Linked DNA regions of Zea mays: all the other regions are linked to region 1. The links are chromatin contacts, called in public Hi-C maps. All regions are on one chromosome and are shown on one strand. The core of a region is the stretch at or near the end of the contact, and the rest is flanking DNA. Distances in the headings are between cores, read along the strand shown.

The links. A called contact is a pair of places that touch in the nucleus more often than the background predicts.
Region 2: a contact with region 1 is called in a Hi-C map of bundle sheath, with 2.6 times the contacts expected there. The contact joins the promoter of LOC103635404 here to the promoter of LOC103635409 in region 1. A contact is called at or near these places in 3 of 25 Hi-C or Micro-C datasets (bundle sheath, leaf and tassel).
Region 3: a Hi-C map of leaf shows a contact between it and region 1, with 7 times the contacts expected there. The contact joins the promoter of LOC103635405 here to the promoter of LOC103635409 in region 1. A contact is called at or near these places in 10 of 25 Hi-C or Micro-C datasets (bundle sheath, ear, endosperm and 3 more) and 1 of 3 datasets of contacts at active chromatin or transcription factors (leaf).
Region 4: a Hi-C map of root tip shows a contact between it and region 1, with 7 times the contacts expected there. The contact joins the promoter of LOC100191327 here to the promoter of LOC103635409 in region 1. A contact is called at or near these places in 5 of 25 Hi-C or Micro-C datasets (bundle sheath, ear, leaf and 2 more).

What each region holds. Positions count from the first base shown.
Region 1 is chr8:77,540,643-77,547,772 of Zm-B73-REFERENCE-NAM-5.0, reverse strand. It overlaps LOC103635409 (transcription factor FAMA), which reads left to right and starts at 3,294. Exons shown (of 4, transcript XM_008657865.3): 1 at 3,294-3,853; 2 at 3,986-4,615; 3 at 4,809-5,336; 4 at 5,421-5,953. The coding sequence starts at 3,842. The coding sequence ends at 5,510. It overlaps LOC100280367, which reads right to left. Exons shown (of 5, transcript NM_001361064.1): 4 at 7,021-7,130; 5 at 5,733-6,462. The coding sequence ends at 5,918.
Region 2 is chr8:77,162,683-77,169,812 of Zm-B73-REFERENCE-NAM-5.0, reverse strand. It overlaps LOC103635404 (calcium-dependent protein kinase 1), which reads left to right and starts at 2,655. Exons shown (of 8, transcript XM_008657859.3): 1 at 2,655-3,620; 2 at 3,971-4,114; 3 at 4,243-4,395; 4 at 4,547-4,662; 5 at 4,765-4,932; 6 at 5,234-5,361; 7 at 5,445-5,544; 8 at 5,964-6,404. The coding sequence starts at 2,897. The coding sequence ends at 6,050. LOC103635403 (probable protein ABIL4) reads right to left here. Exons shown (of 9, transcript XM_008657858.4): 8 at 7,101-7,130; 9 at 6,600-6,975. The coding sequence ends at 6,820.
Region 3 is chr8:77,202,860-77,209,989 of Zm-B73-REFERENCE-NAM-5.0, reverse strand. It overlaps LOC103635405 (loricrin-like), which reads left to right and starts at 2,548. Exons shown (of 2, transcript NM_001319733.1): 1 at 2,548-2,658; 2 at 4,071-6,401. The coding sequence starts at 4,317. The coding sequence ends at 6,203. LOC103635406 reads right to left here and starts at 323. Exons shown (of 2, transcript XM_008657862.4): 1 at 1-323.
Region 4 is chr8:77,860,015-77,867,144 of Zm-B73-REFERENCE-NAM-5.0, reverse strand. It overlaps LOC100191327, which reads left to right and starts at 2,817. Exons shown (of 1, transcript NM_001136761.1): 1 at 2,817-4,007. The coding sequence starts at 2,943. The coding sequence ends at 3,737. LOC100279239 reads left to right here. Exons shown (of 9, transcript NM_001152260.2): 9 at 537-1,005. The coding sequence ends at 707.

The DNA of each region.
Region 1 (7,130 bases), core at 2,045-4,544:
CGGACAGTCCGGTGCACACCGGACAGTCCGGTGAATTTTAGCGGAGCGGCTTCCGCGCGAACCCGAGGCTGGCGAGTTCCGGAGGTCGATCTTCCTTGGAGCACCGGACATGTCCGGTGCACACCGGACAGTCCGGTGAATTATAGCGCGCCGGCTTCCGAGAAATCCCGAGGGTGAAGGGTTTGAGTCTGAGTCCCCTGGTGCACCGGACAGGTACTGTTCACTGTCCGGTGGCACACCGGACAGTCCGGTGCGCCAGACCAGGGGTGCCCTCGGTTGCCCCTTTGCTCCTTTATTGAATCCAACACTTGGTCTTTTTATTGGCTGAGTGTGAACCTTTTACACCTGTATAATCTATACACTTGGGCAAACTAGTTAGTCCAAAGATTTGTGTTGGGCAATTCAACCACCAAAATTATATAGGAACTAGGTGTAAGCCTAATTCCCTTTCAGCTCACAAGTCACAGCCACGAGTCCACAGCCACAGAAAAGAGCAATGCCGTCCGTCATGCACGGCAAGGAGCCCGACCAAGCGATTCGATCAAGCAGGGGAGAACGGGTCGCATGCTACATGAAGGTATGCAGGCTGCCAGTTCATGATGACATTCGTGTTGGCTGCAGGCTGCGCGTGAGCTCGGGCGTTCGGCTGCAGGCCGTAGCTGCCAGGGAGCTTGGGTTGAGAGGGAGGGCTCAAGACCGGTGATCGTGCAGCTTGGTAACGGGGTCCGCACTCATAGCTTGCTCACCCATAGATTGTAGCAGCGGGCGTACAAGGTGGTGCAACCTACGGGACCATACGTGACCCGTGCCACCGGCTCCACTCTGGCGAGCGCCGCGCGGGCGGTGGCCCTCACATTCGACAAGAGGACACGCTAGTGAGCATCTACAGGCTGCTCCAGGGCGCGGCGCGTATGGCAGGGTAGTGTCTACTGGCGTCGAGGGGTCTGTCAGGACGATTCACGTGGCGCGCGACCAAAGCCGCTGTCGCATGTTCTTCTCCAACGAACAAGCAGATCAAATATAATTAGAAGGACGTACCATTCGATTGTGTAGAGGAATCGAAATCTGTCGCGTAGGACAGTTCGGCTAGGCCGGTGACCTGCCGGCTTGATGAAGAGTTGATGCAGATCTGATCCCGCAGCAACGTTGAGGTAGAGCGTGCTGATAACGTGTTGAGAACTACGTTACCACGGATCACCAGATCCGCTCCCTTCTCTCCCGTAAGCAGTAGAGGCGCAAGAAGATGTAGAGAACCCGTCTCCCTTCCCATAAACACGACAGAGTAAACACACGAGACACTGAATATAGGGTTGGGCCTCTGGCCTCTTTCTGTTCTCTGTATTATGAGGGGGTGTACAGGTTCCTTATATAGAGATGTGAGACCCCTCAGGGGCAAAGCAGGTATTTGCCCACATAACCCTAACTAGGGTTACTTAACAGGCATGACGCTAAATGCTTCTGCCTTTTTTTCTTTCTCCTTCTGCTCAGAGACATTAGAGCATTTTTTTTATTTGGTCGTTGACACCTTTTCTTAGCATTGCGTAGCTAACATAATAATGTTTATTGGATAACACTAATATGTTTTTTTATATATGCAGTTTAATTTAAAAATGGTCTAACTTCTCGTTTCATTTTATTTATTGGACCGGCGGAGTATGTCTGACTGTAGAGACCTCTCTCAATCAGTGGGACTTTTTTTTATTCTTCAGAGACAGAGAGAGAATAATAATCAGTGGGTTGAGATGCAGGAGCTCGTTGGTGTCTTATTTTTTTGTGGCATATCTTTTGTTTTTTTTTCAAATTGATAGTTTAAATCTGGCTGCTGATACCTTTTCCCATGATAATGAATTTTAATTCGTTTTGTTGATGCTTCAGGTTACCACCCCGCGGGTGGTGCTTGTCATCAACGTCTTGGGCTCTATATAGGTGCCGTTTGGTTCACAAAATGTAACATAAATGGTAATGGTAACGATTCGCGCTCGAATGTCGGCGGTAACAAATTTGAATAAGGAGGTATCCATTTATAGTGTGGTATCGATTACGGTTAGACTTAAACAAACATAATCTAACGTTATTGGTTACCCATTACATTACCAATATGTGAACCAAACGGCACCATAGAGTTGTGCAGTTGATAGGTGGATCGTTGTTTTCAGATAAGTTGTACCAGTGTCGAAGAAAAAAAGATGAGTTGTTAAAAAAAGCTAGGATAAAATTTGTCGTCCTCTTACTTCTTCTTTGTCTAACAAAATAATGGCAAATCTTTTGCCGTCCTTTTTAAAAAATGGTTTTGCAACCGACGACGAGGCCGTTGACACTGAGAGGACATCTGTACTGTACATGAGTTGTCTTCAGTTCTCTGCAAAAGACTTTCCCTTTTCGGAGCAAGAGGGAAGAAAGGAAGGCAGGAAAGGCACAGCGCAGCGGACTCCATCAGTCATCAGAAACGGGCTCGATTGCAACCGTTAGAGCCCATAACACTGGGGGGGGGGGGGGGGGGGGGGGGGGGGGGGGGGGGGGGGGGATGCGAGGACGAGGCCCACGTCTACAGAGAAGCCCGTTGTATTCATTCATTTGGTCCCCGGACGGGTGGAGGACTGGGCCTTGGTTAAGGGCTTCTTGAGGGAGCCCATCTGGCAATTCGCATCTCCCGTCCGTTCGTTGTCGCCAGCTCAGCTTATCGCCGCAGAGGCCGATAGAGAGAGGTAGAGATGCCAAACGGGCCGCCCGGCCAAAAACCGGGCCGGGCCTACTGAGCCAGCGGGCTTAATTTTCTGTCCAAATCCGGCCCGCAGCGGACCTAAACGGACCGGGTCGGTCCGTTTAGCACGAAAAAATGGGCCGAAAAGCGGGCTAAACGGGCCGGTAAGCACGTTTTAGTGTAAAAAACGGACTTAACAGTCTTATATGTAAACGAGCCGTGCCGAGCTAGCCCGTCGTGCATAGTTTCCTGTCCAAGCCCGCCCGCTTATTCTACCGTGTCGGGCTCAGACCGGGCCCAAAAAGCGGACTTCGTGCCGGGCTCACGGGCCTTGTGTTTTTTTGGCCATGTAGAGAGAGGCAGGAGAGAGGAGAGGGACAGAATTGTCGCGGGCGGCGTCGGCGCGGCGACCTTTATAAATCTGCGCCCATGCATCCCATGCATGCCGAGAAAGAAGAAAGCAAGAAAAAGAAGAGGCGCCGGCCCGTGATCATCCATGACGCGTCCGCGGCGGCGGCGCGAAGGAGGATAGAGAGAGAGAGGGAAGCTAAGACGACTAAGACCGCCGCGCCGACGGAGATGAAAGAGAGAGAGAGAAAAGCAGAGGCGGGGAGCGCCGCGCATGTGAACAACATAACTCACCGGCCGGAGCGGGGCGCAGCGGCGGAGCTAATACGCTAACCCGGCCCCTTGGAGGTGGCCGAATTCATCAGCCTGGCTCGTCCGTCCTACGCACGCCTCCACCATCAAGATCGAGCTGAGCCTCCCTTAGCTTCTCTCTCTCTCCGCCATGCTCAAACACGAGGAAAGCTAGCTTACCAGCTTAATTAGCTATCTTCGTCTTCCTCCAGTCCCCGGCCGGCCCGCCCTCCTTGTTCGCTACTTCTCTCGTGACCCTGTGCAAACCATATACTATACTATATAAGTGCAGAACATGCATGGTGATCAGTGACTGATCGCTGCTGAGTTCTGGAGAGCTTTACAGTGCTTCTTGTTTATTTAGCTGCTGCGCGCTGCCTGCTCCGGCCGGCCGGCCATGCACACGCACCGCCTGTGAGCCTGCCTAGCTGCCGACCTGCATGTGTCCGTCGTGATTCATCAAAGCACCACCAAATACGCTGCTGCTCCACCCGCCTGATCATGGACAAAGAGGTATGCATCGCAGCATGCCTGCATGTTTAATTTTCACGTACCTCTGCGAATTGAACCTCTCTGTCAAGTCAAAGCTTGATGCATGATCTCTGACACGTATCGATCCCTGTTTGGAAATGGCATTACCAGCAGCAGGAGAGTCACCTCGACAGCTTCGCGCCGCTGGACGGCGCCGCGGCGCCGGAGGACCAGCAGCACCAGCCCGCCTGCGGCGGGGGGCCCGAGATGGTCGACTACATGCTTGGCCGCCACCACGTGAACGCGCACGCGCCGCCGTCGCCGACGCAGAGCCAAGCGGTGTCGTTCGACAAGCTCAGCTTCTCCGACGTGCTGCAGTTTGCCGACTTCGGCCCCAAGCTCGCGCTCAACCATCCGGTGGCCGCGTCCGTCGGCGGCGGCGAGGACGCGGACGCGGACGACGACGACGACGGGTACTTCTTCAGGTTCCAGTCGCTGCCCCAGCGCCATGCGGACCGTGAGGCGGCGGGAAGCAAGACGACGGCCGAGGACGGTGGAGGAACCGGCGTCGTCGTCTCCGAGGGCACCACGCTGGTGCAGCAGCAGGCCGATCACGGCCGGGCGGACAAAGCCGGGGACCAGGGGAAGAGCGGCCGCCGGAAGCGCCCGCGGACCGTGAAGACCAGCGAGGAGGTGGAGAGCCAGCGGATGACGCACATCGCCGTCGAGCGCAACCGCCGGCGCCAGATGAACGAGTACCTCAGGATCCTCAGGTCACTCATGCCAGGATCCTACGTCCAGAGGGTACCTTCACTTCATCACTCACTCTGCATTAAATTCTTTCGTGTGAAGTTCATGCGTTCCAAGAACAGATGTAAGGGCTTTGGTTTTAGGGTTTCCGGTTAGTTGCCATGGATGGGCAGTTGGGCACGCACACTGGTGGATAGGAAACAAGCTGTACTCACTGACACGTGGCACGTATATATGCTGGGTGCAGGGAGACCAGGCATCCATCATAGGAGGCGCCATCGAGTTCATAAGAGAGCTAGAGCAGCTGATCCAGTGCCTGGAGTCGCAGAAGCGGCGGCGCCTGTACGGCGGGTCCGGGGACGCGCCACGGCCGCCGGTGGTGGACGCGGCAGCGGGCTCCGGCGGCGCGCTAATAACGTCCTCCACTCAGCCGCTGGCGCTGCAGCCGCCGCACCTGTTCCCTCCGACCCCGAGCCACCCTTTCCCGGTGGCGGGCGCCGACGCCAAGATCACGCTGGACCTGGAGGCGGCGGGGGGCGCCGTGGTCGACGACGCCGGCGGCGGGCTCCGGGAGGAGGTGGCGGAGAACAAGTCGTGCCTGGCGGACATCGAGGTGCGCGCGCTGGGCGCCGATGCCATGATCAAGATCCTATCCCGGCGCCGGCCAGGCCAGCTGATCAAGACCATCGCCGCCCTGGAGGACATGCAGATGTCCATCCTGCACACCAACATCACCACCATCGAGCAGACCGTCCTCTACTCCTTCAACGTAAAAGTAATTCATCAAGATTTAGTTATATATATCTTCAGTAGCGCGCGCGCTTCATCTGGACTGGAATTGAATATGTGTGTGTGATAGATCGTCGGCGAGGCAAGGTACTCGGCGGAGGACATCGCCGGCGCCGTGCACCAGATCCTCAGCTTCATCGACGTCAACTACAGCCTGTGATCTTCTCTTGCAGCCACGACGTTCTATATGTGCTTGATTATTTACGTATTCAGTTTCATGTATCTTCTGTCCGTTTCTATGTGTGTAGAACTGAATCTGATGTCAGGACAAGTAAAAAAGATTAGCACTAATACCCAGTGACAGTATTTGTGTACGTACTACTACTCTGGAGTCTGGAGTGGAGACTGTGAATGCATTTGCTTGCTATGCACAAAGATCAGAACACAGGCAGAGACTGAATGCATTTGCTTGCATATGGATTTACAGACATTCTAGCAGGGCGCCAGCAGGACTAGGATGAGTAGATTGTTTTCTTTTACCTGGAGACTAGAACAGAACAGTGAAGCAATATTTTTTTATATAAATATAATTACATGGATGGAACTACTAGCAGCGTTTCTTATTTATCAGAGCCCATAGGCGGTACTGAAGTAGCTTCTGGTGGTGTTCCTACTGAGTATCTGCAGAACCTTGACGTTCAACGGGTTGACGAACCGAGGCGTCTTGAACTGGCTCACGGCGCCACCGAGGCTCAGGAAGTGATCCAGGATCTCCTTGAAGGTTCCCCTCTTCAGAATCCGCAGCTCCAGCGGGCCGATGGCTCTGATCTTCCTCGAGCCCACATACCCAGCATCGACGAAGGCTAGGTCCAGGCAGTTCGCGCAGCCTCGCAGGACGTCCTCGCTCGCGTCGGAGCTCAGCTCCCAGAAGATGACGTAGCGACCGGGGTCGCTTGACTTCTCCACGAAGCTGGTGAAATCGACGATCTCCAGCTTCTCCGCGTCCAGGAGCTTCGCTGCCTCCTCGACGGCCAGCTGGAGGTCTTGCTCGGTGTTCTTGTCGATGTTGATGCTCAGGACTAGGCTTCTGCGGCAGATGAACCGGAGCTCCGGTGTTGCGTTGTGGAAGCCCGTTACCTTCACGATATCTCCTAGCCGGTAGCGGTATAGACCTACAGCAACACAATCAAGCCAGGATTGTAAAAGCATTAACCGTACCTTTTGTGTTCAAGTCATCTGTGTCTCTAAGGTTTACGATATCCAAATGTAGATGTAATATCTCAAAAATCGCTTGTGGCATAGTTATGTGTTAGAAGTAACCATCTGAGATCATAAATGGATAAAGGTGCGTTTGGTGACACTCTACTAACATCAAAACATTGTGCAGCTATAGGTACCTAATACAGCACGAACCAACAAACATTAATGGATAGGCTGCAGCCTGCAGGGACTTGGACCACAAATACAAGCAATAATTACTCCATGTGCTTAAGGCATAACTTTGATGTATGCACCCCAACTGTGCGCTTTCTGTTCAAAAATGACTTTCGTTGAAAAATATAAATAGCGTAATCGATCAGGCATCATAATTATACCTCTGAAGTGATATAAGGTAACCTATCTGAATCAGGTGACTGAGGCAGAAATAGAAGATATAATTACCATGAATTCTGTAATTTGCTATATGTAATCTCAATTCAGAATGGTACAGTAACAGAGAAGGAATGTACCTCCGAAGGTAGTTATCACGACTTCGTAGGTTTTGCCAACCTCAACTTCAGTCAGGCCAACTGGTTCTGATTCTAAGTAGTGAATGGAGGAGGCACTATTCTCCACCTCC
Region 2 (7,130 bases), core at 1,406-3,905, 380 kb after region 1:
GGCCGGTCATGGCGCCGCCACGCTAGAATTACGCATCGCCGCACTTGTGCGGGGGGGGGGGGGGAGACGTGTTGAGGACCGTCCGATTCGTCTTGGGTGGTCACGATTAGATTCATCGTACCTATTCACGCATAACAATCCGGGTCGCTGGTGCTTGATCGGGCGGTGGCGATCGAATCTGGATACTGGTTCGGGACGATGGATCCGTGGCCATCCGATCAGAATCTGGCGCACGAGAATCGGTTCCGACGTGTAAGATCTAGTGCGTCAACTAGAGATCCTGCGACTGTGACCTTAGGGTTAGGCCGATCTAATCTGGATCTCAGATTTTAGATCAGACGATACAAATCTAGTGATACCCCTTTGCGGCGTCAGTCTTACTAAAGAGTCCCTAGGATTATTTAAAATTAACCCGCAATCCAGTGCAAGTGTAGCCTGAGTCTTGGGAAAATTATGATTTAGCCCCCGGACTTTTTAGTAATAGTGCACGCAACCCAGACTGTTGATAAATCAAATAAATGATTATAGAATTCGATTTTTAGTACAATAATATTCCAGGAACTTGTTTAATCTATAGAAAATCCATTTCAACTCATTTTTAATTCAGTCCACTGGCATGAATTTTGTATTAATATTGTTTATCACTTGGTAACTCTGTTTAGCCATGAAACTTGGATTAAAATTATTCACTTGAATTTATTCTATACTAAGCACTTAAAACTTCAGAAAATCATAACTCCAAAATTGTAACTCCGAATTTACTGATTATTGTTCCTACGATCTCGTTACGACGCGTAGAATATTACCATGCAATTTATCCCTCTGTTTGGTGTGATGTTAATTTCTGCTATACCATGTTTGTGTGTATTGTTGCGAGTAGACGAGCAAGCCACTGAGGACTCAGGTGTTCAGCAGGTGGAGACTGCTGAGCAGGAGCTCGTTGAAGGAAAGTTGTGCCCTTGATCACTTCTTTTTTCCCAATAATGTTCCTTTTAATCATTATGATATGTATAGGTTAATTTTGATGGGACCCAATAGGATACCCTAGTTTGACTATCTTTATACTTTGTTTACCACTGAACTTTTGGGTAGTACTTGCTATTGCTTTATGTGGTTTTGGGTATGGAGATACACATTATTCATGATCAGGCTTTTATTATCAATTTTTTATTTACTGTTCTTGATAAGATCATATTGTTAATTGGAACTTGGAGAACCACACGGGAAAACAGTGCTACCACAAGGGTTGTATGGGACGCCCTTGGCTGATTAATTAGGAAAGTTAGTGGATGACTACCTTACCCGAAAGGGGCAAGGGCAGTAGGGGAGTGGTCCGTGTAGGGAGGTCCTTTGGGTTGATTTTGCTGCGATGACGGTCAGGCGAGGGATCCCTGCATTGGAGCTTCCTAGAACTGTAGAGGGTTTTTTGAAGCTAGTGGAACTTTGTAAAGGCCTCGTAGTGTTACCCTACCTCGCTTTCTTGGTAGAGGTGTATGGGAAGTCGTGATCCCTTGGCAGATGGGTAACATGACTTGTGGGTAAAGATGCGCAACATCTGCAAGTGTAAAACTGGTATATCAGCCATGCTCACGGTCATGAGCGGCTCGAACACTCACATGATTAATTTATGAAATTAAATTCAATTTGTCATTTGCATCGCATTGTGGTTTATTATTAGTTTGATCTATTATTACTCTGGTTTGGTATTTACTTACATTTAGTAAATGCTAATAAAACTTGACTAACTTATTAAAAGCAATGCTCAGCTTTAAACCCTTATTTGTCGGTTAGCCTTACAGTTCACATGAACTCCCACCTTTGGTGAGTTCATGCACATTATTCCCCACAACTTGTTGAGCTATGATCTTTTGTGAGCTCACTCTTGCGATATATAAACCCTCCATAGGTGAAGAGCATGTGGACCAAGAGGAGCCGCCCTATACGGAGGAGTACGAGTTGATCTAGGTGGCGTCTCCGTGTCAGCTTGATGGCGACAAGGAATAACTATTTAGTTCGTCTTATTGTTATCATTTATTTTTGTAAGACTTCCGCTATGTAATAATAATACTTGTGGCATTTATCTCTATATACTTTGTCATTATATGTGATGTTCTTCTTTGACGTACATATGAGACACACTCGTCTTTATCTCTTAAATTCAGGTGTGGCATAAAAGTACAAAGGGATATAGCCCTATTCATACCTATGCATTCACTGTTTTGGACTGAACTTACTTTATGATTATAGATGTTGAGATGAATATTAAAAATGTCAAGCCAAAATAAAGAGGGTATAAAAAAACTATGAATTGCCTTGACCATATCGATGTGGATTCATATAAATAAAATCATGTGAATTAAATTAAACCTTGATTGATCTTAACATTCATGTAAAGAAAATATTCAATTAAGGATCATATTGAATAAATGTTTTTTAATATATGCTTATTATGTTGTGATTTGAGTATGGTGATAAGATAAATATAGCAAAAAAAAAAAGGCTTTGAGGGATTAAGTGACGAGGCAGAGCAGTATGAACTCTATAAAGATTGGCGCCATCAAACACGTTAGTTAAAAAACTCTACCAAAATAATTAGTTTTAAATTTTGTTTTAAAAAATAGAAATAAAAAAACCCACCGCGTTCGTGCGTCCGTGGAGAGGGACGGAGACCAGTCGCCCGCCGACCCGTGCGTCTCCACTCGTCCACGCGCAAATCCCCTTCCCACCCCCTGACCAGACCAAAGGCAGTAGCAACTAGCAATGCAGCTTCCTCCTCGTCTTCCTCCTCCACCTCAGCTGCTCATGCTCCTCCCAGTCCCCTCCTCCTGCCCCCAATCCTCTTCCGCCCCTCCCTCGGGCCTCTTCCCCATCTCCTGATCACACTCGCTCGCGCGCCATGGGCGGCCGCGCCTCCCGCCACCGCGCGCAGCCGCACGACCAGTCTTCTCACCCTCCTCCTCGGCCGCCGCCCAAGCAGCAGCAGGGCCAGCAGCACCCCAACAACCGCCCCAACAAGCCCAAGCAGCAGCAGCAGCCCCCACCTCCACGTCCTCCGCCGCCACACCAGGCTCCCCCCGCCGCCTCCCCCGCCGCCCCGGGCGCGGCCACCGTCGGCCGCGTGCTGGGCCGGCCGATGGAGGACGTGCGCGCGTCCTACACGTTCGGCCGGGAGCTGGGCCGGGGCCAGTTCGGCGTCACCTACCTGGCCACGCACAAGCCCACCGGCCGCCGGTACGCGTGCAAGTCCATCGCGACGCGGAAGCTCGCGCACAGCGACGACGTCGACGACGTCCGCCGGGAGGTGCAGATCATGCACCACCTCACGGGCCACCGCAGCATCGTCGAGCTCCGGGGCGCCTACGAGGACCGCCACTCCGTCAACCTCGTCATGGAGCTGTGCGAGGGTGGGGAGCTCTTCGACCGCATCATCGCGAGGGGGCACTACTCCGAGCGTGCCGCCGCCGCCCTCTGCAGGGAGATCGTCTCCGTCGTCCACAGCTGCCACTCCATGGGGGTCATGCATCGGGACCTCAAGCCCGAAAACTTCCTCTTCCTTAACAAGAGGGAGGACTCGCCGCTCAAGGCCACGGATTTCGGACTCTCCGTCTTCTTCAAGCCCGGTACCTAACCTATCTATTCCCTTTTGCTCTTCAGTCTTCACTACTACTACTATTCACCGTTTTGGAAATCCATCAGTCTCGGATGCCCATTCGATTTCAGTCCTACTCGCTATGTATGATTCTGCTTCGATTCCATAGACAGACGCTCATCCTCTTCCTTATCCTCATGTGGGAATCCAGCAGATACCAAGAGGAGGAAACTTTGCTGTTTGATTGACTCGTGCTTTAACTAGAGTCTAGAGGAGGAATGATTGTTGTTTGATTTGGTCTCAGCGATTCAGCTCCCACTCATCTGTACTGTGTCCAACTCAACTGAAACTGAAAACGATCGATGATCGATTGCAATGCAGGCGAGCAGTTCAGGGATCTTGTCGGCAGCGCTTACTACGTCGCCCCAGAGGTGCTCAAGCGGCGATACGGAGCTGAGGCAGACATATGGAGTGCCGGAGTTATCCTCTACATCCTGCTATCCGGCGTCCCTCCTTTCTGGGCCGGTACGTTTCTCTGCTCCCTGTTGCATAAACCAGCCAGCCAGCCACATCTTGATGCCAATGCCATTATCCCCTTACTAACATGCCACCGATGCTCTGTCTTCTTTCTCCCCTGGTTTTGGTTTTACCAGAGAACGAGGATGGCATATTTGATGCTGTTTTGCGAGGTCATATTGACTTCGCATCTGATCCCTGGCCTTCCATATCGAATAGCGCAAAAGATTTGGTCAAGAAGATGCTGCGCCAAGACCCCAAGGAGCGGCTTACTGCTGCTGAAATTTTGAGTAAGTGTTCGCTACCTCTATCGCCAAACTCGGTGCACTGCCGATTTATCTTCTTCTGTATAAAAGCTTTTTTATGCTCTCTTTGCAAAACGAGCTTTCATTCTTGCTCTGTTTGCATATAGTGCCTCAATCTAATACATTAAGCACACAGACCATCCATGGATTAGAGAGGATGGAGAGGCCCCAGACAAGCCACTAGACATAACAGTAATAAGCAGAATGAAGCAGTTCCGGGCCATGAACAAGCTTAAGAAGGTTGCCTTGAAGGTAAATGGAGCTTATGGGTTTTTGTTACTGTTTCTCTCTTTTTTAGCACTCTGGTCCTTAATTAAACACGATACATGTTAACATCGCCTCTGCTACAATCAGGTTGTTGCTGAGAACTTGTCAGAGGAAGAGATCGTGGGCTTGAAGGAAATGTTCAAATCCCTGGATACTGACAACAGTGGGACAATAACGCTGGAAGAATTGAGAGCTGGTTTACCAAAGCTCGGCACCAAAATCTCTGAATCAGAAATAAGGCAGTTGATGGAAGCAGTAAGCTCTTATCTTGTAGCCATATTGCCTTAAATTGTAATGCTTCCGCTATTCACATAATGTGATGCAACTACCTGTTATGTGAAAATGCCAGTGGTGCACAAGAGGGTTGTAGTTGATGTGCTCTTAATTGATAAGGGAGGAAATAAAATATATGATATGACTTTAGTCGGTATGATGACGTTCTGTGAAGTTGAACCTTTCACATTCTAATAGTTTGACAGATCCAGCGCTTTTCGTTCCAGCTCTTGTTCATTATCTTCAGAACCATTCTTGTTAACTGTTTTCCATTCATGAACAGGCTGATGTTGATGGGAATGGCACCATTGATTATGTTGAATTTATATCAGCAACAATGCACATGAATAGACTAGAGAAGGAGGATCATATATTTAAAGCATTCGAGTATTTTGACAAGGATCATAGCGGGTAATTTCACTCCGAACTCCACCTTTTCGTTACTTTTCACCTTTAACATTAACTTTGTTTGTCGCTTGTACATTCATGTACAGGCACATTACAGTTGATGAGTTGGAAGAAGCTTTGAAGAAGTATGATATGGGCGATGAGGCAACAGTTAAAGAAATTATTGCTGAAGTAGACACAGATCACGTGAGTAATTCCAAGATTCAAAATAATCTCACTTGTTGTTGTTTCATACAAAAGCACTTATCACCGTTTTGATCTTGTAGACTTTTGGCACGTTCAAGGAGATTTCGTTTTAAAAAAAACTGGTGTTTTTTAATGCAATAAAGTAACAAAATTTATTTAAAAACCAATAACAAGCTCCTTGAGTCTGAACAGTGGTTCAACTTGTTTAACTAGTAATCAAGGAAATCACTGTCTTCACTGACATTTCCTGGTTAGCTAAACCATCATGTTATTGGGTCTTCGCTTAACTGTTTGAAGTTTGAACCATACGGCTCACATTGATAAGAAAAGACTCATGACGAGTGAATTAATTGTGATGTTTGGTATTTAAATTTACATGAATTGCTAAGTGTTATATGTCCTTTGGTTTTACTACTTAGGATGGGAGAATCAACTACCAGGAGTTTGTTGCCATGATGAAGAATAATAGCCCCGAGATTGTTCCAAATCGGAGGCGCATGTTTTAAGGCTCATCTCCTACATTTAATTGGAAAAAAGAAAGACTTCTAAGATATATTTTTCCGCGGTCAGAGGGGAGAGCAACTGATACTCGAAAGTGGGATTCAGCCTGGGCATATGTGCAATGATATTACAGACTTTGGACAAGTCATCAGTCATGGGTGATTGCCTTTGTGTTGCTTCCATTTTCGACCATCTCATCCTACGATCTTTCCAAGTTATCTTTAATGAGGTGTGTCGTGTGGTCTATGTTTCCTGCCTCTGGATCTTTTATGTAAGAGAAACGGACTTGTAAAACAGTTCCAAATTATCATATACCAGGCGAAAAGTAATGCGATGTGCCTTGTGATCCTCTTTTTTTTCTTTTCTCTTTGGTCAGCGGATCATTTAATGTCGATGCTTTCTCCAACTGACAGGAGCAAATCGTAATCGCCCACTGCCCCCTTTTCAAGAACGGAACACATGACTCCTGTGTACATGCCAAAACCTCTTGGACAGTGAGCAGGTTTGAAACGAGCCCTTCCAGAACAGGAAAAAAAACAACAACTCTGAAAGGCTATTTCCAAGATGCATTTATTTATGCTGAATGCCAAGATGAGATTATGCGAAATCATTACATTTCGGTCACCTGCAAGATGTCATATTCTGAAATGAAATACGGCTACAGACTCTGCCCCAACACATAACGATAGGCCAGATGTACAATTAACAGGCTTCCGGTCCTCCACAGAATGAAATTTACAGTGCTGTCGCCGCCCCCCACCCGGCCCCCGCTCGTCAGCGAACTGCGATCCTTTTCGCCTTGGACGATTTGTGTCTGATGAAGAGAGCCGCCAGCATGCTTTTAGTGCCAACAGGGGCCTTTTGGATCGCACGACCTTTGGGGTTGTCGAAGGAATGGAATGTTGAAAGTTCCTTTACACCAGATATGTTCTGAAGAAAATGTATGTCGTATTAATCTACAAGTAAAATAAACAAATCGCAAAGCATGCACAATGACACCTTTTTTTTTAAAAAAAAAGAGGGAGAGAGACAGATCGTGTCATATTCAAGCTTACCTTAGCGCCAACCTTCTGCGTAGTATCAGA
Region 3 (7,130 bases), core at 1,299-3,798, 340 kb after region 1:
ACACGAACGAACGATTTGCTAAAAATGGAAACGGTTCCTCTGATGCCTTGTTTTTGTTTCCGCCGTGAGCAGTCGTTCTTGGAGGAAGACATGGAACATGGGTACAAGTAAACAAGAAAAGTTTTGATGAAATCCTGAATGAAGCTCTGTACTAATTAACGGGTTTGTTGGATGGCTAACCATTCCCTACGTCTAGTGTGAGGATGATTGTATTCATTGGCAGCACCAATGCAAGTACGTGTTTAGGTTATCCGGCCGGTGAGGGTTAGGCCAAAACTTAAAAAATGGGAATCCATTAATTTTAATTCAGAAATGTATCCTAATCCGATTCGATTCTTAGATTTTTTATACAAAATTCAAAGCCAATTATCGCTCTAGTCACGAAGCATCATGCTCACCAAGCACGCGTAAAATGCATGTGTATGTGCCGTGTAAGGCTACTGCTAGGAATATGGGCCAGCCTTTTCGAGTCAGCACAAGCACCGCCCAAAAATAGGAGTCTAAAGCACGACCCAGCACGAAATAATATGAGCCGGGCTAGCGCGTCCCGAAGGCGGGCCTGGTCCGGGCCTGAAATTCTAGCCCATCAAGCCCCAGAACGGCCATCACTGGTCCGGGCCTGAAATTCTAGCCCATCAAGCCCCCAGAACGGCCCGCACAGATGGGCCGAGCTTGGGAGGCATGACCCAATTAGTTTAATTTCTTTAATTTAGTAAGATACCGACTTTATATTGTTGTGATATTTGAAGTTTATGTGGTCAAATGATGCAATAGTTGTTTAATATCTTTAATTTAGTAAGCTATAGACTTTATGTGGTTGTAATATTTTGGTTTTATGTGGTCAAATATATAGGCCAGGATTAGACCAGCACGGCCCAACGAAAGCACGACGTGGTTTTAGGGCTGGTCTGGGTCAATGTTTTTGCAATTCGGACTAGCACGGCACGACTCAAAAGTTTTTTAGGCTTTACTGACTCGAATCCGTTTGGCACAAAGCACGATAATCTTGGACCGGGCTGGTCCAGCCCGGCCTGACCCAATTCCCAGCACTACGTCAGGCTACCCCCTCTGCAAACACTCTATTTTGCGATCAAACAACCTAAAACTAAGTTATTTGCCATGCATGGCGCTGGTGCCGCTGTATTTGCGCTGTGACCAGCTAGAGCTAGCAGACTAGAACGAACGTGTATATATATAGAAACTACGAGAAGAAGTGGCAATTGCATGCATGTCCGGCCAGATCGATGAACAACAACTGCTGACATAGAGAACAACGTTCGTTGTTGACGTGTGCATGAGACCAGAGACCACTGAATCCAAGCAATGCAATATACAATCAGACAGGCGGTAACACGTCGAGGCAGGATATGCTGTGTGTACCATCCCAAGATCGCTGGTTTGTGACGTGATGAGTGACACTGTTGTGCAAGCAACGAGACAGGGTAGTGATGGATAGATAGCATAGCATAGCATTATTGAGGCGATGGATGGGCGAGCTGGGGCTGCATGCGCTCAAGGATGGATGGATGGATAGAAAGATAGATTCTCCATTGTATCTGTTGTTGCTAGCCAAAGACCAAAAGGGAGGGCTAGGGCTAACGGCTAAGAAAGATAACGTAGCGGCGTCCTGTCATCGGCAACAGGCTAATAAGGAATTTGTTCGGTCAGGCACAGGCAGGAGAGAGAGAGGGGATCCAAAAGCATGCAAAAAAGGGGCGGCCATGGGAAGCTCGTTAAGCACCGCCATTCACTCGCTCCATCATCCGGTCAACACACGCGTACCTAAACGTATATATATGCTACTGGTTTACAAAAAAAAAAGATAAAATCGAATTATCAAAACAATCTTTTTTTATTCATGTAAAATACAGTTTGGAATGTCTTTTGAGCCGAAGCAAAAGCCGGCCTTTTTTTCTTTCCTCGCTACCTGTCCCTGCCTCCCTCGGCGGGACTCACTCACCGGCAGGCCACAGGCCGGCACCAACACGGCCGAAGGCGACGGGGCCCCACCGGCGCGCACACACCACGGACGGACGGTGGGCGGCGAACCGCTGCCGCCGCCCGCCGGCACGGCACACGCGCACCGCACATGCCCTGACGACCGGTCTGCGAGGACGGGCCCTGACGACCGCCGTGGGACCCACAGGCAATGTTTTTTTTTCTTTTCTTCTGAGAACCCATTTTCCTAACAGGTTCTTATTTTTCTAAAGGCTCAAAAACTGGATAGCCCTAACTGTCTCTTTTTTTTTACGTCGAAGAGTGAATTCGCGGGGCGTGGTGTAAAGGCCAGGCTGTAAGAAAAAAAAACACGGAGAATGACGTGTAATTTGCAGCCGGAAGAAAAGTCAATGGCGGGGAGAGCAGATGAGAGGCAGAGCGCAACAAAAGGCATCGTCTTTTCTCCGCGGCGCGCGTGGTGGGTGGCTGGCTGTGGCTCCAGCCCAGCGGTTTGCCGCGCCACCCCGCCCCCGCAGGCCGCAGCCGCTTTTTTATTATAAACCGCCTGCGCTGCGCCCCCTCCTCGCGTGCTCGATCTTTCCCCCCTGCGCTGCGCACACCACCACCAGACGCCCCGCCGCCGCCGCCCCCCGTCGCCCCGGCTCCCGCGCGCATCAGTCCGGCCCTCCCCGTCTCGTCTCCCCCGCTCCGCTGCCGCAGGTGAGCCACGCCTCCTCCTCGTCCCCCCCCCCCCCCCCCCCCCCCTCTCCTTCCTTCCTTGCTGTGCTGTCTGGCGCTTCCTCTCTCTCTGCCCCTTGGATTCTGTTAAATCTGTTGCTGGAGCCATGGAAACGGGTGAGGGGCCTTGGCTTTCGGGATGGTCGCGGACCGGGGTATCCACCGGCGACTCCCTGTCCCTGCCTTCCTTCGTTCCCCTTGCCGTTTCGTAGCCGCCAGCGTCGGTTGAAACCCTGCACCAGTTCCGTTCATCCCGACGACGGAACGGAAGGAAAACCACGAGCCTCTCCGTTCGCTCGCTCGTCCCTTGTCTTGCTATGTTTCCCGGTTTGGTTCTAGTTTTTAGCCAGAGAAGAGATCTAGTCCGGTGCCTGGCGCTCCGCTCCGGCTGAGGCGCTGCTGGCTCCGGGCGGATCTGTACTGTACCTGTGCCCTCCGCTGTTGGTGTGTCTCCATGCAAACTGCTGGAGGACTTTGTCCCTGTCTCCCTGGCCTCGTTGTCTGTCGCTTCCAATGCGTCCCATCTCTGCGTTTTGAAATTAGAGTTGGAGTTCAAATTGCTCTCCTTCATTCAGTTTTCTCTTCTTCTATTCCCATTGTCGACTTGTTCTTGCCTCTCCCCCCACTTAATTTATCTTCAAATTTCTCCTGCACTGCAAACACACTAGCTAGCTAGCGCCGGTATTCCTTCTCCACTGAAAAGAAGACACATGGACGAGGAGGGGGGAAAAAAGGAATTTTTTTTTACACACAGGGAAAAGATCGGTGGCGTCCTTGGTCTAGCTGATCTTGTCGGACAAAAGTGTCTGCCTATTACTCGTACTACACCACTACGCCGATGAAATTTCCTGCAATAGGCGCACACCACTGACAGACAGACGGACGGTGGAAGTGGCTGTGTGCGCGCGATAGGAAAGGAAAAACTTGTGCGCCGCAGCTGCAAGTTGTGTTGTGTAGTGCGATCTGCACAGCACCGTCTAGTCCTCTACGACTAGGAGCAATAGGCTCTCGTAGTCGCCCATCTCCTTGTGACGATGCATCGTGCAGCTGCGGCAGAGTCCTGCACTGTGGTTTGCCTTGGCGTGGTCATAGTTGCCATCATCTTTTACCAAACCTTTCTTGCCCCCCCACCCCCCCCTCCCCCCCCCCCCCCCCCCCCCCCCCTCCTTGCGTGCTCACCTTTCCTCCCTCCGTACTCACATCGTAGAGCAGATTTTGGACAGTGCAAGGATTCAGGGTCATGGTTAAACAACTGTTGTCTTTTGTGCTATATCAAGCACACAACGCATGTAAGGGTTTGTGATTTTTTTTCAAACGCTGGTTTCACATCAGACTCTCTGCCCTCTCCCTGGTCTTAATTTCTCTAATCTACTATTGCTTTTCTTAACCTGCAGGTCTATTGTCCCTTCCGGAAACTGAAGCTCAGCCCCCCAAAACCTCACCGTCCTCCTGTGGTTCTTGAAAGTGGCGAGAGATGGATCGTGACGATGTGGCTGGCTTTGTCAGCGGAGGTTGCAAACATTTCTTGCGGGAGACTTCTAATCTAATATAACCCAGCAGCACAGCACAGTAGATGACAGTAGCAGTAGTAGGGTTTTTGGTTCTTTTCGTTTCGTCTCTGGACATGTTTCTTGACTGGAATGGACAGGGCCTCCTCCTCCCTAAGCCTTGGATCTGGTGGTAACGTTGACTCCTCGAACGATCCCTGTCACCGGCAGGCAGTTCAGTGCAGATCGAGGTACTGCCGTCGGCACACTACTAGTGTATCGTCCCAGCTTCTCTGGGGACAAGACAACCCGAGGGCTGGTATGGCTGGAGTTGAAGGTCCTGGAAACCCGCTGCTCACGCTTGGTCTGGGCCGGTCACCAAGTTCCTCTGAGACGAACAGCAAGGTCAGCTCCCCCACAGCCTGCATGATGTCTCCATCTTCAGTGAAAGAGGCTGACGAGGAGTCGTCGATGGATCTTGGTCTGAGCTTTGATCTCTGTCTTGGTCATGACACTGCACATCGTCACAAGAAGCCATCGGCAGGTGCTCCGAAGTTGGACCTTCAGTTGAGCCTGTCCACCTGTTCGCCTGAATCAGCCTTGACCAATGTAAGTGCCAATGATGGCTTAGAGACAGTGGCAGATACTACTACTACTCTGGAAAAGCTAGAGCCCTGGATCTTCAGGAATTACATGGCTTCATCATCATCATATGCATATGCTTCTGAAGCAACCTACGGCCTTTCTTTGCCAAAGATACCTGAAGATGTCGTGGTCGTGCCTTCAACAACAGACGTGTCATCAGCCGTTACGGTGAGCGTGAAAAGCCCGGCTCCGAAACGGAGCAATATTAGCACGAAATGCTGCCAGTTCCCAGGGTGTGAGAAGGGAGCGAGAGGAGCCTCTGGTTACTGTATCGCCCATGGCGGCGGCAGGCGGTGCCAGAAACCTGGCTGCCAGAAGGGAGCCGAGGGGAGGACCATCTACTGCAAAGCCCACGGTGGCGGCAGGCGGTGCCAGTACCTGGGCTGCACGAAGAGCGCCGAAGGCCGCACCGACCACTGCATAGCCCACGGCGGCGGGCGGCGCTGCAGCCAGGACGGCTGCTCGCGCGCCGCGCGCGGGAGGTCCGGCCTGTGCATCAAGCACGGCGGCGGCAAGCGGTGCCAGAGGGAGAGCTGCAGGAGGAGCGCGGAGGGGCACTCGGGCCTCTGCATCTCGCACGGCGGCGGGAGGCGGTGCCAGTTCCCGGAGTGCGCCAAGGGCGCCCAGGGGAGCACGGGGCTGTGCAAGGCGCACGGCGGCGGGAAGCGCTGCACGTTCCCCGGATGCACCAGGGGAGCCGAAGGCAGCACCTGGCTCTGCAAGGCGCACGGCGGAGGGAAGCGCTGCGCCCACCAGGGCGGCGGCGGCGGCGGCGCGTGCCCCAAGAGCGTCCACGGCGGGACGCGGTACTGCGTCGCGCACGGCGGCGGGAAGCGGTGCCTGGTCGCGGGCTGTACCAGGAGCGCGCGAGGGAGGACGGAGCACTGCGTCCGCCACGGCGGCGGCAGGCGGTGCAGGGCCGAGGGCTGCGCCAAGAGCGCGCAGGGGAGCACCGACTTCTGCAAGGCTCATGGCGGAGGGAAACGCTGCGTGTGGGGCCAGGAGGGCTCGAGCCTCGGGGCCGGCGGGCCGCCGTGCGATAGGTTCGCGCGGAGCAGGGTCGGTCTCTGTGCGGGTCACGGCGCTCTGGTCGAGGACCGCTGCGTACACGGTGGCGGCTCGTTGGGCCCTGCCCCTGCTATCGGGCAGCTGACAACCGATTGTGAGCCTGCTGCTGCTGCTGCAACGAGGGGCGATGCTGATATGGCGGACGGAGACGAGGAAGCGTTCCTGACGCTGGGATGGAACGGCGACGGTGAGTCTGCTGGCGCCACGGCCCCGGCCCCGTTCATGGAGGGCAGGGTCCATGGCAGCGGGCTGCTTGCTCTGCTCAGCTGCTCTGGTAATGGCGGCGCCTCGGCGGCTTCGTCGACTGGCATGCGCACCTGGATGTGATGTTGTAGGTTCGAGTAGTGACAGTGTCTTGTCGCAATGCCTGAATCCGGCGGCATAAACGGCTGCCCCGTGTAGCAGAAATAATAAGGGGTAGCCAGCAGGGGTCATAGTGTGTTATTGCTATCGTTGGTGAAGTGTTTATCTGACTGACTGTGTGTATTGCCCGTGATTGATTGAAAGTCTGTCTTATACATTGTGAAGTGGTAGCCTTGTTTCGTTCAGTAGACGCGCGAGTACCAGGAAATGTGGGACAGGCAGCCTTGGGATTTGATGTGGACTCGCCATGGTCCATGCATCCATCACCCATGAAGTGGTCGCGTGACATGACGGACGGACGGACGCGGTGAGAGCAGTGTCCCTTCCCGGCGGCGGCGGCATACGTAGAGCTCAGCTGAGTCGCCGGATGGGATGGATCCTCCACGACATGGGTGAGGTGTCTTGTTTAAACCAAATAATGTGGTGTGGGTGAGGTGTCTTGTTTAAACCAAATAATGTGGTGTATATCAAGGAAACATGTGTCGGTAAGTAATAGGAGCTCTCACTCATGATCGTTGGACACATCGCCAGCATTTTTTGCTGCAAACGGCCAAAGTGTGGGTTTTCGATAACACTTATGAATTTTTGACCGATAAGTGGTCTGCACCAAAAACCATATAAGGTCTTGTTCAGTTATTCCTAATACACATGGATTGGATGGAATTGGAAAAAATTAAGAAGAAGTTTGACTTGTTTAGGATTCAAACTCATCCAATCCCACTCAATCCACATGGATTGAGAGCTAACCGAACAAGCCCTAATGTGGTTTATGTCAAGAAAACATGTGTTGGGTAACTAATAGGAGACTCACTCATGATCAATGGTCATATGGCCAGCATTTTTGGTCGAAAACTGGCAAAGCGTGAGTTTTTGTTAATATCGAAGGAATCT
Region 4 (7,130 bases), core at 1,568-4,067, 320 kb before region 1:
GGCAGTTTCATTTCACTTATTGTATTTAACTGATGAATTCTCTGCTCGAGTTGCATAAATTTGCTGTACCATTTTGACATTTTCTACAGGCTGTGAACCGCATTGCATTTCACTGATGAGCCCCCTCTTGTCTGAGTGGAATTCTTTCGTCCGGGCTGTGTAATTGTTTGCACGTTGCAGAGACAAAATTTTTGGTGTCTTAGCGTGTTTCTAGAACAATGGGATTTGAGCTTATTTTCAGTTGTGTGGCGCTGATATCTTAGTGTGTTGCATGTTGAGCTGGTTTAATCAGCGTGTTCTTGGTGGTTTTGCGGTGTTGCCTCACCTGCTGAGCCCTTGGTGCTCAGAGGTGTCAGTATTGTGTGCATTAGTATTGTTTGAACGTACTGATATGGCGATCCTTGCTGTAAATGAAATTTGGGTTTCTCGGTGTGGGAACAAAATCTACAGAGCTTTTCCTTATTGGGGTTCTTGCTAATGGTGCACTCAATCCTTTGGTATGATGGTTGACCGACTGTCTCAACTTGTTCCCACAGGACGCTGTTTCACTTGTGAAGATGGAGGAGGATCCTGAGGCAGCAGCCCGGAAGCTGACAGAGACTGCGTTCTCCCGTGGGAGCGGCGATAACATCACCTGCATCGTTGTGAAGTTCGAGCATGACAAGCCTGGTGGCGGCGGCTACTCGCCTCCAGGCGACAAGAGTTGATTCCATTTGCTGTTGGTTATACGCTTTGCCGGTGTCCCTTTTACCCTGGGCCGGATTTTGCTGGCCCCATCCATGGTGCCCCCCGCGGCTGGTACTTGAGGAAGGAGCTGGTTCATGTTCGTCGCCTGTCTTGTCTATATTTATGCCACTAATTTTGGTCTCCGGTCAGTGGGGTTACCGGCGGGCAGTGCTTGCCCATTTGCATGTTTATCGTGGGTTCATCGTCCTATACGGCATTGTTGTAGACTTGTAGTTGCTGTTGCCTGTTGTATCAATGAGAGCTAATTCTGTGAGGCGCAGGGGGATGGGTGCACTTTGAGATGTTCCCGGACCGATCTCCTTGCAAACACCTCCGCTGCACTGTATGTTTCTGTTATATACAGATCATTGTCCTTGCACGGCCGTCAGCCAAGGACGAATGGCCAGTGAAAATGTGGTGGTGCTCACTGCCCAAAAGCCTCTCTCAAGGCAGAGGGCTTTGCAGTGTGGCCAAGGTCTGCAGCTGGAGAGGATGCTGAGTTGCAGGCTACAGCGTTGGAGTAATAGTGGGCACATGGTTCACTAACCTACTGATTTCATGAGTAGGGATCGATGGGCACCCACAGACATGAATGGAACGTGGGCATCAGTTCACGGTGCACCTATGCGTTCTCAGTAGCTAACTGTAGAGCGCCTTTGCCACCGGTTTGTCAGGTCAGCAGTTTCTAAATAGAAAAATACTCCCCTCCATTCATAAATATATGACACTGTTGACTTTAAAAAAAATTTAATCAATAGTTTTATTAAAAAATAATAATTTATAATTTATTTATTTATTATATGTTTTATCATGTAGTTTGCGTTTGACTTAATATTTTATATATTTAAATAAGTATTTTAAATAATACGAGTAGTCAAAGTTTAAAAAAATAAATAAATTGTGTCATGTATTTATGAGCCGAGGTAGTATACGTCTAGACATAATATTATATACCTTGACATAATATACGTCTAGATGCATAATAAACTCTATGTAAATTAAAAAGCTAAAACAATTTAGAGCCTCTTTATATCTTCACGGTTTGATAGAAATAGAAGCTTGGGTGGGAAAAAACGTCCAATAGCTACAGATAGAGTCTGCGGATGACTACAGATAGCATCTCCAAGTGTGTTATTTTTTTAAATTTTACTCTCTAAATTATTATTTAGAGTCATTTATATAAAAATCATTTTCTATATCTTTTCAATTTTTAACAGCCTTTCTATATCTTAGAAAGATTCACGTTTTCTATATTTAGCTAGCGAGAAACACGAAATAGATAACCATTTAGATAAGTTGTTTGAGTGTATTTTTTTTACAAAAGTCTATTTATATAGATTACGAAAAATATAAAGAGGCTCTTAGAGTTGCTCTTCTAGCAAGTTCAATAGTTATGTAAATTTTAGCTCTCTAATCATAGATTTAAGAAGTTGCTAAATAACTTTAGGAGTAAATAATGTGAATTCTTCTATAATTCTTTAAATATATGTTGTAGTTTTGTTTTGTATCTATCCAAATAAAAAAAGAATAAGTCACAAATTTCAACAATTAACTTCATTACCTACATAATGCAGTCAACATTTTTGTTTAGGAAGTTGTTAAATGTAGAGAGTAAATGTGTTTAGATAAGAAGTTGTTAAAGTTAAAAAATTTATTGAGAGAACTGCTGGAGAAAAGTTTTTATGTTAACTAACTAAATTATTAATTTAGAAAATCTCTATAGATTATATCTGCAACAGTATGAACATCTGACTTTAATTCAAGCGAAAATATATAGAGAACGTTTTTTAGCAAGTAATAAGTAGTGCTTTGAATGATGATTTTTGTTGGCCTTGATACCATTTTTTTCTTCCTCAAATGCTGATCCGTTTGTTAGCAACGAGCCAAGGACGCACAAACGGCATGCTTGCCAGATGTAACTGCCCACGTCCGCGTGTGCCTTCAAACATGCTCGTCTGGCAACACAAAGTGCCAAGCTTGTTGCATGTCGTCAGGGCGCAGACCTCACGGCACGGTGCCACGTACGCGAGAGCACCTGCACCACCTGGCCGCCTCCCTCCAACTCCAAGCCGCGCCGCATTAACACACTTACACACCGATCGCGAAACTGCTTCCTAGCTTCGTTCCGGTTCCGGAGCGCCAGAGAGAGAAAGAAAGGGAAAAGAAGCGCCTTTGCCCACCGCGCGATCGATCGATCCGGGGTCCGGCGGCCTGCCATGGTGAAGCTGGCGACGGCCAGGGAGGCGCGGCTGTACGGGCCGGCGCTGGCGGCGAGGCGGTGGGAGTACATCAACGCGGGGACATACGTGTTCGCGGCGCTGCTCCTGGTCCTGGCGGCGGCGCTGTCCATGTCCGTGTCCGCGGCCAGGCTGGGGCTCGCCGTAGGCGCCGTGGCGCTGGCGGCCGTGGCGGCCGTCAACGCACACGACCTCGCCGCGCACCTGGCTGGCGTCGACTGCCGCGTGGGACTGGCGAGGTACGATGCCCAGCTCGGGCTCGTGGAGTTCCTCGTGCCGGCCGTGCACGCAGCCGGGTGCGCGCTCGCCGCCGCCGGCCTGGCGCTGCTGGCCTCCCCCCACTCCCACTCCCAGTCCCAGCAGCGGCACGCGGCGACCATGCTGCTCGTCGCGGCGCTGCTGTGGGTGCTGGGCTCCGTGCTCAACTCCTGCCAGGTGTACGAGCGCGCCGACGGCCGCGCGCAGCTGCTGCAGTCGGGCGTGCAGGTGCCTCAGCTGCTGGGGAGCCTTCTGTTCCTGGTCGCCGCGGCGCTGAACCGCCCCCGCAGCGGCGGCGAGCCGGCGTGGCTGTGCCTGGTCGGGAGCGTGCTGTGGCTGGCGGCAGCGCTGCTCAACGTGCTGAAGGTGTTCGCCATGCACCAGAGCGACGCGCTGCGGCTGGAGAAGCTCCGCGGCGGCGCGCAGGAGTGGCTCAGCCGCGACCGCGAGGGCCGCGTGCCGCTCAACTGGGAGGAGGCCGCCAGGAGACGGGCGCTGCCCACCGAGCTCCGGTGATCATCGCCCGCGCCAGGCGCCACCCATCATTTCCCGTGCCGTAAAATGAGGGGAAAAGGGTAGATAAATAAATTGTTTCAGCGCCACCCTTTTGGGCCGTTGCTTGGGCTCAATGGAGGCCCGAAGCCCCGGATTGTAGGGCCCATTAGCTGCTGGAGCTTATCGCATTCCATTTCCTATGTCCGAGTCCCTTGCGGCTCCTTTGGAAGGAAAAGGAATGAGAGAATTAAGAGATGGATTGAAGAGGGTTGGAAGGATTAAATTTCTTTATATTCAAATTTGACTAGAATGGGTTTAATCTACCCTAATCTTTCTTAATCTATCTCTAACTGAACAAATTTAGGGTTAGAATCCCTTACTATTTAAAATTGAATATTAAAATTAAATAGTAAGAGATTCTAGCCCCCTCAATCCGTAGGTCGGATTGAGGTCGTTTCTCAGTATAGGTTTCTCAGTATAGCTTAGCAGAAGTGTCACATCCTGATTTAAGGGCTAAACCCGTGCTGGGCTAAACCCGAGCACGAATCAAATGTGTGCTAAGATCAAGTTTTACATATATGGACTCATGATACAGAAACGAATGTCACATCTTTACTATATAATAAGAGTTATGTACAAAATAGCTATATAATTACATTATACGAAGACGACGATCCAACAGCCATAGTTGACTGGGAGACAACGATCTAGACCTCTCATGAACGAATCGCGACATCCTTAATGCTCCTTATCCTGTGGTACCTGTTCCTGACCTAGGGGATGTGAGTACAGCAAGTGTGAGCAGTGAGCTCACATACGTTCATCGCTCAACAAGTTGTGGAAATAATATGCATGATCTCACAGTGGGGCTCATGTGAAGTGTAAGGCTTATCAAAGGAAATGGTTAAAGCTGAGCATTGCTTTTAAAGTTGGTCAAAATTTTATTAGCAATTACTAAGTATAAGGAGATACCAACCCAAATAAATAAGAGATCACATGTAAATAAATTAATAATAACACCCATGATGCAATGCATATGATAAATTAAGTTTAATTCCATAATTTAATCATGTGAATGTTCGAGCCGTTCATGACCGTGAGCATGACTGATATACCAGTTTTACACTGCAGAGGTTACACATCTTTACCCACAAGTCGTGTTACCTATTTGCCACGGGATCATGAATCTCATACATCTCTACCGAGGAGACGAAGCAGGGTAGCACTACGAGGCCTTTACAAAGTTCCACTAGCTTCAGAAAACGCGCTACGGTTCTGAGAAGGGCGATATAGGAATCCCTCGTCCGAAAAGCCATCGTAGCATGATAGACCCGAGAACCTCCCTATACCGCAACTCCTCTACCGCCCTTGCCCCTTTCGGGTAAGGTAGTTGTCGGAGAGAGAATTCTCCGGCCGGGTGGCGGAGTGCACCCACCCTAAATCCTAAGATGAGGAAGGGGCTTAAGCGTTTTGCCTGTACTGCTAAGTGAACATCAAGCACATGGACACGCGAGGATTTAGAGTGGTTCGGGCCGCTGGAGCGTAACGCCCTACTCCACTGTGTGTTGGATTGCTGTTGAAGCTTGAGAATTGAGAGTCTCTGTCTAAGTTTGGTCTAAGGGAGCTTGAGCCGTCCCCTTGTAACGTTGCATGCCTCCCCTTTTATAGCTAAGGGCGGCATGTACAAGAGTGCTGAGCCCCGACATGTGGGCCCAGGAACATAACAGAGGTAGTACTTGAGCTACTAATGTTTGTTGCTGGAGCAATCTTCTTGTGCCCTGACATCCGAGATTTGCGTAGTATCGGCGTGCAGGGGAAGCTTCTCGTACAAGGGATGATGAGCACAGTGCGCTGCGCAGCACGGGCGTACTGTTCGACAACGGACTAGACAGGTGCGCCGTCTGCAGGATGGCCCTGGCATCGCCTGCCAGTGGAATGGACAGGACGCATTAAATGCTGTGAGGGCACATCGCCTGTCAGCAGGGTGGACAGGCGGCGCGTCCTTTCCGCAATAAATGCAGAGACCGCGTGACCTAGAGGCCTTACGTCAGGCTCCGCCCGCTGGCTTATGTCACAGTCTACAAGCCACGTGGCCGCATCGGGTCTTTGCCTGAGCGGGGAGCGCATGCACGCAGGGTAAGGTCCGGACGCGTGGCAGTACCGGACCCTTGCTCACGCCAGAGTTTCCCCTGTCCCGGGACCTCGTTGCAGCCCGGACCTTACTTGGATGGATCTGGACCCCATCCAAGGGACCCGACATGCTTACTTGGGAGTCCCGGGCCGTAATCGGGGGTCCGGGTTGTGCGTACAGGGGTCCGGTGCTCCCTCGCGGAGGTCCGGTTCAACTGATACATCCTGGGATGTATCATCTTTCCTCGCCACATGGTGCCTCTTGAGCGGTCCACGTGGTGGGGTCGAGCGCTGTTCACCGTGTGGCTAGGGAACACCGTATGGGCACCGCGCCTTCATACCATAGTATGGGGTACCCCTGATTCAGGGTACCGACAGTGGCCCCCGGGCCCGCCTCGGGGGAGCATGCGAGCCTGCAGGTGAGGCCAAAGTTTGACTGGCGATTGGCTCGCTGCTCCTGCGCGCTCGTTGATGCAGTTACTGCCGGCCCGCCCATGGTCACGCTGACTGCCACGCCTGCCCCCGCGGCTGACTGGCCCGTGACCTCCGCACTTAATGTATTTGTTGGGCCATGCGCGGGGTGCCTCGAGTCGCTGCATTGGTTTTGAAAATTTATCTTCTCAGTCTTCTGCGACGGCCTCGAGGAGGCACGGTATTGGCGCGAGTGGCGGTGCGACTTTTCTGCACCCAGAAACCGGCGCGCCGGGTGTATGACATGTGGGCCTGGGTCCCATGCCAGAGGTTGGACCACCGGTTGCAGCGAAGCCGAGGGGGCGCGCAACCGCGGGGCGGTTGCATGCTCCTTATGCGGCGGTTCGCCTCCTTGACCGCTGGTTGCGGCGAAGATGGAAGGGCGTATAACCGCAGGGCGGTTGCACGCTCCCTGTGCGACGATTTGCCTTCTTCGTGCTTTGGGCCAGCTTGTATGACATGTGAGGCCTGGCCCCCATGTCATAGGATGGGGACCCTGGTGCGCATCGGGGGAGACCTTGCCTGTGACGCTTCGGGGCACGAGCGGGGAAATTTGCCTTTAAAAATGGGTTCACCCCTCAGATAGCAGCCATGTCTTGCTTCTCTCCCACTCGCGGCGCCCTTTCATCTTCGAGCTCTCTATGCCCCTTTGCCTTCAAGGTTTCTGCTTTGCGTTGCCGTAGTTTGCCATGGCCTTGTGACTTCATCCCGAGCGCGCCCAGACTGAGTGAGTGCTCGAAATGGTATACCGCCTGCTTGGATGGAATGCGCCGGTATTTGCCGGGAGGACTTGTGTTGGGGTCTCTCCTCTCG